Linked DNA regions of Danio rerio: region 2 is linked to region 1. The links are chromatin contacts, called in public Hi-C maps. All regions are on one chromosome and are shown on one strand. The core of a region is the stretch at or near the end of the contact, and the rest is flanking DNA. Distances in the headings are between cores, read along the strand shown.

Region 1 (6,434 bases), core at 2,175-4,674:
GCTGCTGCCTTCAGCTTCTCTCTGGGGTTTACGTGACCCTGCTCAGACGTGTTCCAGTTCTACTGACTGTGATGTGTTTCTGTGGGTCAGTCGTCTGCCCTCCAGCTGCCAGTGAGCTTTGAGAAGTTCACCACATCTCAGATTATATTCCTCAACCTTTAGCATAAAAGCTATTGATAGAACAGTAGCTTTTAGGTTTTGCTGGGTGTTATCAGGATAATCATGTCTCGTGGGTTTGCTTTGCAACACTTACAGTAGCAGTAGTCCTGTGCATGTTTTGGGAAAGGTGTGCAACAATGGCATTCTGCTTGTGTCCCTGCAAAGTCATTTGGAATGAGTGATGTTAGAATCTTCCTGGACTTAGTACTTGATGCAGAGAAGAGTGTTGTAAGAACAGGTTTGCCAGACTTTGTAAGAGATTTTTTCTGTGACCCCAAAAATGCCTGCTTTTCAGAGGACAACAACAACAGTCCAAGTTGTGCACTAGCTGATGGAGGACAGATGGATAGGTGCAGACAAACAGACTTAGCCCCCAACCTGTCTCTTAGGTGATCCTTACTAATTGGCCAGGCTGCATTGACTGCCTCTAATGGTGTTGTTTACTGCCTCTGCTTCATTCCCTAGGCCACTCCACCTGCTCCTCCACTCTCCACTGAGAATATCTAAGAGTTGTATTAGGTGGCACTGCATAAGGAGGGGGTGAGAGCCAACAGCGGCTCTCTTGTTGCACAAACAGCCGTTCTTTGAATTAACCTCGCTTGCAGGTCACCGCCGAAAGAATTCCTCTCTTCTCTGCCCCAAGAAAAGTTGGCAAGCTGTGATACCCTGAGCTTGTTTCTCTCTGTCTTCTGTGTCTCTTCTTGACAGTGAGAGATAGAGTCTTTGTTGAAATTGGGGGAGACTGTGCCAGCAGTTGGCATCCCTCATGGGGAATGGATGCAGTGCATGTCAGGCCTCGATAGGACTTCATCACGTTCAACAGGCAACCACTTCTCATCCCCAAGCACATAACCTCTGCTGCCCTCCCCTCCATGCACCCTATGCCCGATTCCTGCTCGCAGCCTTAGCTCTGAAACTCAATTCACCCATATCGCATCCATTAAGGTCTGATTCATGCTCCACTCGCAAGGGGCCGACCACAGCTATCCATCTTGTCCCCTGCTCAAAGGGTGCTGTTTACCTTTTGCTGGCAGATCTAGGGCTACGCTTTAAAACTACCCCAACCTGTAAACGCATAAAATTTTAACTATGATGTCACTCAAACAAAAAAAAGCTTGTATATTTACCTGTCTACAGAGACCTCTGCCTTTTCCCCCTCTCCATCCTCATTTTCTTATCATTAAATGCAAGTAATATTTTTTTGCTCCCCTCCTCCACTTATGTGAGCTGATACTATCTGCTGTCTCTAAACTATCTTTGCCAATGGCGCTGGCATATGAACTCATCTGCAGGTTTTACAAGCTCACAACATGAGCTTGTTTCTATTGAATTATTATTAGCTTCGTAGCTCTATCTTGATTTGTGTGTGTGTGTGTGTGTGTTTTACCCCCTCAAATTCTCTTAGTTTCTATCATGCACATGGCCAAAGAAGTGTCAAACGGCAGGCAAAATTGTAAATCTTGTGTGCTTGGACAGCCAATTCACAACACTGCAGGGTATGAATGCTTCACACACACACAAGCTATTATCTGATATGATCATAAGACTTTGATTAACACCAGAACTGTCTTATTGCACAACATATTCATTTAATCATTAAGATGATTTCGCCGGTTCATATTTTCCTTCGATACTCATACCAATATGTCTATATTTGCATTTTCTACCTGGTAATATTTGTGTTGTGTAGAATTGCCTTGTGAGTTGCTGGTAGGGGTAGATCTGTTTCAAGTCCACACTCTAGCGATAAATAACCACTCGCTGCATTTCCCTGCAGTTGAGCACATGGAATTGCAATGAGCTCAAGACAGCCGGTGCATGCCTGCAGAGGCGCCCATCGTCACATCGATTTCCAGAAGTCCTTCTACCACAATTGGTAAACCGTAATATTGCATTAATGCTGTTTAATTCATACAAAATCCAAATCCCAATGTTATCAGTACTGTATTTAACTACTAAACAATTATTGCCTGACACAAATCAATTGATTTGCATTGATTTTACACAGACCTCATGTCACTTAAAACATGACCCTGACAGATATTTCCCAATGTGCATCACTTCCACCAGATCTTCCAGAAGGCTTAAGTGGGATGTCATAAAAATGTAAAACACAGCTATTATCATTGATTACCTTTACCCTTCAAGAGTCAGCAAATTGTTATACAGATGCACAGCAGCTCTCAGAAAGAAAGAAAAAAAAGTGTGATTTGAATGCATTCTCCTCACATCCACTCACGCGCGCACCCTCGCGGCGGAGGTAATACATAATACATGACGATCGGGAACTGCTCTTGATATCGTCGTGCTGAAAAACACGAAGTAATCTGACAGATGCGAATGCATTATTTAATAACAAGTCGCTTATTGTTAGCGAAGCTCTTACTTTCTCCATCCATATTACGTGCGCCTTTAACAAAACGCCATTCAGTCAGTTTCAGCCAGAAATAATGCACATGATTCATCTCGTGTCTCATTCTGTCACTCTGTTTTGCCTGGAGTATAACACTAAGAAGTACACTACATTAGCACACAACGTATTGCAGACTATTCTTCTCACTAATAATCACTTTCACGTCGCTAAAATAAAAGGAACGGAGTTCTAGCTTCATGCTTTCATATGAAAGCAGCAACACAGCACCTGCATCACTAAAATCCACTACGCGCAAAAATTTGGACAGCGTGTTTTGGATAGGCGCGCGCACGGTGAAGTTGTGAATGTTTCCATCAGGTACATCTGCGCACATAAGCAATGCTTATTTACGCAAACAACTAACAGTCCAAGTAGTTTCGTGCAAACTCTCTCACCTGCTGCCAGTTCTCCTCCAGCGACGGCATCGCTGAGAAGTAGCCCGTGTCGTGCACCAGCTGAAGTTCCTGAAAAATACTGTAATTCGCCAACACGTCCATGTTGATGCTCACAAGAAAAACAAAACTGATGCTTTGATCCTCAGGTATAAATTGTTTTCTTCTCAGCCCGCTGTCAGACGCAAAAAGGAATGCTTCAAATCCTCCGTGAAGTGTAGTTAAAGCTGGTTGTTTTAAGCGCTAATGGAAAAAAAAGGAAGGAAAAAAATAAAAAACAATTCTTGTCACTTAATTGCAGTCCCCGCGAACTCTCAGATCCTCAGCCTGGGAGTGGGATGCAAACTCGGTGACATGAAGTGTCCACCTATTTCCGCATTGCCTCTGTGTCTTTTGCGCTATAAATTCCAGGTAGCCTTTCTCCTGAATGCCGTGGATCACCAAGGCAAGTTGCTGGGCTCGCTGCCTCGCGAGCGAGAGGAAGCAAAGGGAGCCGAGGGGGCGTGGTTTGTTGTCAATCAATTCCGTGCGTGACCATATACGGTAAATAAGGTTGATGATCTCACTGGCGTCCAAGTAAGGCGGTGCTTAAATAGCTAAAGAGGTGGAGTGAAATCTGAATAATATAGCGCGATTGGCTCGTGACACTTGTCAATCGGGCCGTAGAAGGCAGTGAAAGGTGAGCTATTTTTAGAGAGCTATATAGCAGCGGCAGCGCACTGGCGTCGCTCATACGGCCGGAGAGAACGCAACAAACAGAAGCAGAAGTTGCAGATTGTAACGTGAGGCAAGTCTCTATGTAGTCATATCTGCTGGAAATGATACATTACGGGTATCTCACAGCGCAAAGCTGCCTATAAAGTTGGAAGTGTCGTTTGGAAAATAATTAATGTTATGATGCAATGTTCAAGCGTAGGCGAATGCTGAAAAAAAAGTCTGAAGATCTTCTCAGATGTTTCACAAGTAGTAGGATTAAGCGCTTCACAGACAAGATCGGGGCTACTTTAAACATTTTAATTCTGAAATAAGAGGCTTAGCACTTAGAAATGAGTTTTAGCTTCTCTAATGGCACAAATTACCGCAAAGAGCATTGCAACTGTTTCAGCAACGCAATTGATGGCATTGATTTGCAGTACTGATCTGGTTATTGTTCTGTAAAGGGTAATTGACTCATCAGGATGGTTTTTCACCCTGTGGGCAAGCCAGAAACACTCCTAATAGCAGTTAATTCCTGAAATCCATAAAAACGCAACCTAAAAAGTGTAATATTTCTAAATAATGATTGTTGCCTATAGCAGTCCTGTAACTGACTGCTCATACTGCAAACGTTTACTTAATTCGTGCTCATCTATCTATCTATCTATCTATCTATCTATCTATCTATCTATCTATCTATCTATCTATCTATCTATCTATCTATCTGTCTGTCTGTCTGTCTGTCTGTCTGTCTGTCTGTCTGTCTGTCTGTCTGTCTGTCTGTCTGTCTGTCTGTCGTAAACAGATTTATCTTTGTTCAACAAACCATTATTCAAGCAAAAGCTTTTATTCAAAGTTATTATGAATCTAGTTTCTTAATGTAGCCTAATTAATATGAACTTGCTTGTAGTGTTAAAATTCATCACAATGTATGACACAAGATGACACATTTTACATTCAGATTTTTAATCTTAATACATGTGGTGTGTGTGTGTGTGTGTGTGCTTAATGTTACCAGAAGTAATGTCTGGCCAATGAAAGTTTATATTTTACCCCTTATTCAAACATATTGATGTTATGTTATTGTAAATATTCTAAGCAAATATAAGTGTGTTTGTTTGGAGAGCGTTTTGTGATCAAGAAAAACCTACTTACTGAAAAATGTGCAGGAGAATGGCTGCCAATTAAATAAAAGGGAGAAAAAAGGAAAACAATAATTAATAACTAATAAACATAATTAATAATAACCGAATGTAGTCACTTTGCATACTTAAACTTGTAAGATTTTTGTTTACTCTGCATTAATTTACCTGTAAAATCTCTTTTTTTTGCCAACAAAAGTAATTCATTCATTTATTATTTTCATTTAGTCCCTTTCTTCATCAGGGGTCACCACATTAGAATGAACCGCCAACTTATCCAGCATACAGTTGAAGTCAGAATTATAAGCCCCCCTTTGAATTTTTTTTAATTTTTAAAATTTTTTTTTAAATATTTCTCAAATTATGTTTAACGAAGCAAGGATATTTTCACAGTATGTCTGATAATGTTTTTTCTTCTGGAAAAAAGTTTTATTTTGGCTAGAATAAAAGCAGTTATTAATTTTTTTAAACACCATTTTAAGGACAAAATTATTAGCCCCTTTAAGCAAATTTTTTTGAAAGTCTACAGAACAAACCATCATTATACAATAACTTGCCTAATTACCCTAACCTGCCTAGTTAACCTAATTAACCGAGTTAAGCCTTTAAATGTCCCTTTAAGCTGTATAGAAGTGTCCTGAAAAACATGTAGTAAAATATAAAAATATAATTTACTGTCATCATAGCAAAGATAAAATAAATCAGTTATCAGAAATCAGTTATTAAAACTATTGTTTAGAAATGTGTTGAAAAAAAATCTACTCTCTGTTAAACAGAAATTGGGGGGAAAATAAACAGGGGGTCTAATAATTAAGGGGGGCTAATAATTCTGACTTCAACTGTATGTTTTACACAGTGGATGCCCTTCCAGCCACAACTTAACACTGGGAAACACCCATACACGCTCTTTCACACACATACACTATGGACATTTTAGCTTATTCAATTTACCTATAGCGCATGTCTTTGCACCCGAAGGAAACCCACGCGAACACGGAGAGAACATGCAAACTCCACACAGAAATGCCAACTGACCCAGCCGGAGCTCGATCCAGCGACCTTCTTGCTGTGAGGTGATCATGCTACCCCCTGCGCTACTGTGAAGCTACCAACAAAAATAATTTGATAATAATTTTGTGTTTTTCACATTCCACTAACCTAAACTTGTGGTCTCATTAAAGCAAGTAATATACAAATGTCTCATTCTGTCATCATTTTGTTTACTGCTATATATTTTTGGTATGCCGTGGTTTTAGATTTTTTAGCCATACCGATTTTTGTTCTATTGTTTTTCCTAGGAGCCACCAACATTACTTTGAAAATAAAACTGTTTCCTTATTAAAATTCATTAGTTACATATAGCAATTAAATTACTATAATCTGAGTCAGAAAAACTAAGAATGAGAGAAAATGTCATGATAAGAATAATTGAATTCTATGTTTGATTAACAAAGCTACATTTAATCATTTAATAGGTTCTGACAGCATCTAACACAGATTTATAGCTCAATGCATTTACTTAATACTGCATTTGTTAGCTATAGTTTATTCTTAAGAAAAATAGCTTGAGATTAAAAAAGACTAATACGCAAACCAATCTAAATGTTTGTATTTATGTTAACACTAGTTTAG
Region 2 (6,434 bases), core at 2,905-5,404, 290 kb after region 1:
CTAGAACAATGCAGTTCTGTTGCATTACCAGTATCATTTGTTCAGAATGTGTTTCTTTATCTATTTGTCCACATTGACCTGCACTTTGTACTCCAAATTTAGTTCATTTCTAAAATCTCCAAAAACGTTTTTAATTTTTTAAATATCAATTTTATTTTAAGAAAACGTTTAAGTTTTTCTTTTATACATTTTTATTCAATCAGATAACATTTTAAGCTGTTATATGGTCATTTTATAATGTACGCTTTAGATGTTATACAGTGTGGCCCACCTAGAGGGATGTTTGCATTTCAACTCAGCTCATTTGTGAATAAAAAAAATGTAAAAACAAACAAACAAATAAATGTTTATATATTACACTGTGAAAAAAAGTAAAAAAACGTGTACCAATATGTTTAATTTCACATTTCACTGCAGCCAACAAAATTTGAAAAATTTGTCATAATGAACCATTTTCAACTTGCTGTCTATATCTGAGATAAGCTTACCTGTGTTTTTTAGACATTTAAAGACTAGAAGAGAGAGCAGAATCAGCACACTGACAGTAACAGCACAAAATACGATGATCACCATCTTCAGACCACTGTCCTCTGTGTCTACAGTACAAACATGATGATAATTACACCAAAATTGACCAGTGTCATTTTTACACAGCAACAAACCACTGTATTAGTGTCTCACATTTAACATTTAGATAATCAAATGTTGAAAATATTCTTAGAAGTTGAAAAATGCTGTATATTAATGTTTTACCTTGGTTTGTTGCAGTTACGTTATCTGTTGATCTTTGGTTTGATACAGTTATGATTTTTGTTGATATTGTTGGAGCATTGGTAATTTCTGAGGTAAAGTTGAGTATTACAGGCGCCAGGGCTCTGAGCTGATTCTCTGTAAAAACTGCACACTGCCAGTGCAGCGGCTCTGTTTTAAAGCTGGACAGATTCACTCTGAGTTGTAACTTGTTGTTTTTCTCAGTTATCCTGTTCTGTTTTTCCAGCACTCCTCGTTTTCTCTCCATCCTGAGCCAAACCAGCGTCACGGATTCAGTCACTTCAGAAAGCTCACAAGTGAGAAGCACAGACTGACTCCTCAACACACCACCAGGGGGCTCTACTGACACTGCACATAAAACAACGAGAGAAAGTAAAGTGTAGAATGCTTGATGAGGTCATTCAATCATTTTCTTGTCGGCTTAGTGCCTTTTTTAATCAGGGGTCGCCGCAGTGGAATGAACCGCCAACTTATCCAGCAAGTTTTTACGCAGCGGATGCCCTTCCAGCCGCAACCCATCTCTAGGAAACATCCACACACACACTCATACAAAACTGGAAACCGGAGCACCCGGAGGAAACCCACGCGAATGCAGGGAGAACATGCAAACTCCACACAGAAACACCAACTGAGCCGAGGTTCGAACCAGCGACCCAGCGACCTTCTTGCTGTGAGGCGACAGCACTACCTACTGCGCGACTGCCTCGCCCGCTTGATGAGGTGATTTCTTTTAATGGGAATAACAATTTTTTTTTTAACTATAAAAATAAACATTTGTTAAATCATTTAAATGTGCAGTATACAATGAATGTTCTTTCATTCCTGTTAGGCTCATTCCTTGTATTATCATGTGCTATCTCTTCAAATTTAAACTGTATTCCTTTTACGATCTCAATTAAAAATGTTGACAAAAACATATATACCTCTGATGGTGTGTAGTATTGTGGTTGTGTAGATGGTAGTTTCTGTAATGCACCTGTACGTGCCACTATAGTTGTAGAGGACAGGTGAGATGTGAAAGGTAAAAGCTTGACTGTTGTATGTGGTTGAAGAAAATCTTCCTGGTTTAATTGGTCCTTTAACTTCAACTTTTCCTCCTTTTTTAACAGTTATTAGATCAATCTGTGAATTAGGTCTCTTCTCCCACGTCCACCTCCAGCTGTCATAGTTATTGTTGTTAGTCTTGCAGATCAGTGATACATCACGTTTGCTGGAGCTTTCTCTATAAATAGATTTATTTGTCTTAACGTTTCCATTATATGAATCTGTAAAGAAAATAAGCAACTTGGTCAATTTTTGTACATAAATATTTGTTATTATTTTAATAATATAAAATATTATTTAATAATATATTATTTAAATAATATACTTAATAATACAATATATTTAATAATAATATTAAATAATATTATTCAAATAAATTACAGAATTTTTATGGAAAATATGGGAGTGGAAACACAAAAACATGAAAGAATATTATTATTTAGTCATACTACAAAAAAGAATATTTACGTGTTTTGACAGTAAGCGTGTGATTTGTAATAGTTTGTATTTTTCCATCTTTATTCAGTCGGCAGTAATATTCGCCTGTATTGTGTTCATCTGCTGTGTGTAAGATGATGTAGGCAGAGTTGTTGTATATCAGAGTCGTGTTGGATGTTGGTTTTCCTTCTTTTGTCCACTGCAGTGTTGAGAATTCAGACAGAAGAGAGACATCACAGCGCAAACACACATCAGAGCCAGGAGAGACTTTAGAGAAATGAAATAAAACCAACAATGAGAAATTGTATAAAACTTTATTACATTTAAAATAATGAAAAGTGATATTATTGTTTTTATTATTTTATCAGAACACTTTGAACTGATGTAAATTCTTTATATGAAAAACAATTAGTTTTAACAGTTCAACATCAAACCTTGCTGAACAAAATCCAAACACACCAAGTAAATTAGCTGAGGACTTTGCACAAATACATTTTGTATTTATCAGCCTTTCTAAGCATTAGGATAAACAGACACATGCATGCGCGCGCACACACACAAACACACATACACACAAATATATATTTTTTGTTTTATAAATAGATACAATATTACAGTAGAAAGAAAAAACTTAATCAACCTTCATCTTTGGTCTTGACTGCTTGCCTTGGTAGATACACTGTATTGGTTAAAAAAAACTATTAGAAAGTACAGTATATTGAATTATTACAGCAACTGACTGATGAAAGATTAAAATTGTTATTTTGGTGGTTGGTTTGGATTAATCAGTGACATTTACAGTACTGGCATGATTGTTGTTTCCATATAAAATGTTCATTTAAAAATAAATATTGCAGTAATCTGGCTAGATTTATGTACAGCAAATCAAAAATCTAATTAAAGCACGGAGCATTGTTAAAGTTAAATGTTCTGGTTTAGATAACTCAGATTTTCCTGTAGCTAACCATACCTCAGTTTACAGACAGAATACACCCACTAATCAGTAAAATAATACAAAATTAAGAAAATAAATATTGTTTATTTAGAATCTGGTTAGTAACACTCACCTAGTTGAGAGCTGTAACAAAATCCACTTAAAAACATTAATATCAAAATTGTGAAGTACATGGTGTTTTCTGTCTTTTTTAGAAAGAGGAAGTGCAGAGAAAGAGGAAGTAAAAAATATATTTTCCTTTCTTCTTTTTTTAAAAAGATGGACACAAGTGTGTTAGCTTTTCTTGCAAAGAGGAAACGTGTTTTGAAACAATGATGTGCAAATTTACAATTATATAATTTTTGAATGACTGCATCTACTGAAATATCTATTTATTACAAGTATATACTGTAATGTTTTTAAAAGGGATTAAGCCGAAAAGGAAATGAATGAATAAATGAATGCTTTTAATAATCAAGACAGATGTTAAACACAACATACAGTACTGACATTGTAGACTATTTGCTTAAGATAAGGTATTTATCAGCAGCATCATTTTATATTTGAAAACAGATTAACTGAAAATGGCACATAAAACATTTCACATAGCAAAGTTAAACTTAGATTAAGTAAGATCACAGTTATGTTTGTGTCTTTTAAATGTCTCATTGTGTTTTTTCTTCACACTTGCAGGGCTAGAATTGCTTAGGGCTCCCAAATCACTAAATCCGCCCCTGTATGTACGGATTAAATGCATTTATCTATTTTAATTTATTCATTCATGTATATAGACTTTTTTTATCATATGGAAGTTGTTTGGTCGATTTATTTTTTTTAACATTGTACGAATGTATGATTCCTGGGGATTAATTTGGATCTATTTTGTGTTATAAAGGGCTAAAAATGTGTAAATACTGCCCTCTGCTGGCTATGTTTCAACAAGAAAAAAGTATGTTTTATTGCGCGACCTACTTGAAAAAAAAAAAAAAACGTTTTAACATTTTTTTACAACATATTATACTCAAGTGCATGAAGGTATTTTCATTCTGAACAAACGGTTTGTTTTATATTTGTTTTATTTCACCATCATAAAAAACACATGTAACGTTAGCGTAAAAAAACAAGTAGCTTCCCACTTTAATTTCACAAACAGTGAATGAAAATAAAAACGTCAAACGAGACTATTTAAACTGAATTATGGTAGTAAAAAAAGTAAAATAATATGCAATAAAAAAAACGTTTTGAACTCTCGCGACAACTCGTGAATGACACTGGGAAAAGTAAACATAAAATATGGCGACTTCCGTAACTGCAAATCTTATTACAGTTCATATTTTGTTGTTTAATAACTTTGCCCAGTGGATGCCCGAGTCTCTTCAGAGAGCAGCGTTGATGAAGTGACATACGTCTGTCTGTAAACGGACAAATCTAAAGAAACGATTCGCATGAACATTAACTACAACGTAAATGAATCGACTCTTGAAACGCCTACTGTATTGTTATACTGCACGACAGAAGTAGTAGTAGTATGGGGTAGTACTGTAGTATGCTATTCAGAATAGCTTAAGCCACCTACCCACGTCATTCTCGATTATGACCAAAACCATGACTTAGCAGTCGTTTTGTTCCCACCCATTTGACATGAACTCGTATTCGTGTTTCGCCTCTTCAGTATCCAGTAATAATTAACTCTGCAGAAGTGCAGAATTAACTTTACTCTGAATGTTCGTCTAAAGACTTGCCGTTAAAGAAAAATGACTGAACGAATGTTTGAAGAGAAACAACATGCCTCCCTCTATCAACAATATCGATTCGCACCACCGGATGAGCTGAAGGAGCTTATTCTTCAGTATCTGGACAAAAAGGTAAGATCAGCCGCGAGGTTTTGTTCGAGGTTTTGTGTGCACGACAGCTGAATCAGTACGTTTATTAAGGCCCTTCCAAAATATGAATCGCCTACATTATATAGTTAAATAATCTACATGTTATGCATCTTGGTAAAATAATAGGGCTAAACTTAATTTACATTAATAATTATAATAATTCTTGTGCTTTTGATAATAAACATTCTTCGACCCATCCTAACGATGACATTAATTTAATAATTAACGTTAATTATTACAATTTTAAAGTTGCTTTAATTCTTGAAAAGAATGTGGTGTTTTTTTTTTTTTTTTGAAGGGATAGTTCATCTTAAAATAAAAAAATTGACTTAAGTGCCCTCAAGCAAAGATTTATAGTTTTGCATATTTTAAATAGTTATTTATTATTATTATTATTTTTTTTTTGCTGTACATTTTCGCTTCATTAATGTTTTTTTTTTCTTACAGTCGTTTTCATTTCAGTAATTCTAGTTTAACAGAATTAAACTAGAGTTAACGGAACATTTTTACTTAAGTAATTTACATTTGATCTTTTAAATTGTCTCAAATATAATATTCATTGATTAAAACAATTTTCACAGAAAGGAAAGCCCCATCAGCTGGCTGTGGATTTAGGCTGCGGGACAGGGCAAACCTCTCGCCCTCTGACACCATACTTTCAGCAGGTGGTGGGCATTGATGTCAGTGAATCACAGGTGGAGGAGGCGAGAGCAGTGCAGGGCTTCCCTAATCTCACCTACAGGTCAGTAGTGCATGCTTCTACTCTTAAATAAATACAATTTAGTAGCCCTTGATATTTGGTAAAGGTAATTTACGTTAGTTGATTATAGATTAAAATACAAAAAGAATGCCTTTGCAACGATACGCTGTTGAACATCTAACTGTTGCCCATGCTAAAAAAATGAATCAACAAAAAATGACAGTGGTATGAAAACAACAAATAAGAAAGCATTTGATCATAGTTATTCGGAAATGTTTGCACAAGCTCTGCAATTCACCAACATCATGTGTAAACAATATTATTTTTATTTTAATTATAGTCTTCTGTTACAGTAGTTTAATTATCAAGGTACATACAGTCTTTGACACTGAGTAGTTTTCAAAACTCCTTGGTGTTTTTAGCACCATGTGTTGTTGTTTATGCATAGCTGAAGGAATGCTTATGTAAAGCTTATGAAATAGCATACTTTAATACTTATCTTGAAAATAGAAAACAAAATGTGATTGTGTATTATAGTGCGAACAGATTACTCTTGTCTACTCACTATTATATTTATTAATGGACAGAGTAGGCACAGCAGAGGAGCTTCCCTTCCCAGATGCTTCAGTGGATCTGCTGACAGCTGCGTCTGCTGCTCATTGGT

The links. Hi-C and Micro-C count contacts between places; a contact is called where the count stands out from the background.
Region 2: a contact with region 1 is called in a Hi-C map of hematopoietic stem cells, with 4 times the contacts expected there. The contact joins the promoter of LOC100537744 here to the promoter of klf7b in region 1. A contact is called at or near these places in 2 of 18 Hi-C or Micro-C datasets (embryo and hematopoietic stem cells) and 1 of 4 datasets of contacts at active chromatin or transcription factors (caudal fin).

Annotation. Positions count from the first base shown.
Region 1 is chr9:30,064,971-30,071,404 of GRCz12tu, forward strand. It overlaps klf7b (Kruppel like factor 7b), which reads right to left and starts at 3,425. Exons shown (of 4, transcript NM_001044766.2): 1 at 2,968-3,425. The coding sequence starts at 3,069. All of the region lies in intron 1 of LOC141376143 (a long non-coding RNA gene), which reads left to right.
Region 2 is chr9:30,355,754-30,362,187 of GRCz12tu, forward strand. It overlaps LOC100537744, which reads right to left and starts at 4,155. Exons shown (of 8, transcript XM_073912777.1): 1 at 3,321-4,155; 2 at 2,284-2,520; 3 at 1,695-2,036; 4 at 754-1,119; 5 at 489-596. The coding sequence starts at 3,381. zgc:162396 reads left to right here and starts at 4,814. Exons shown (of 6, transcript NM_001044782.2): 1 at 4,814-5,052; 2 at 5,652-5,812; 3 at 6,358-6,434. The coding sequence starts at 4,942.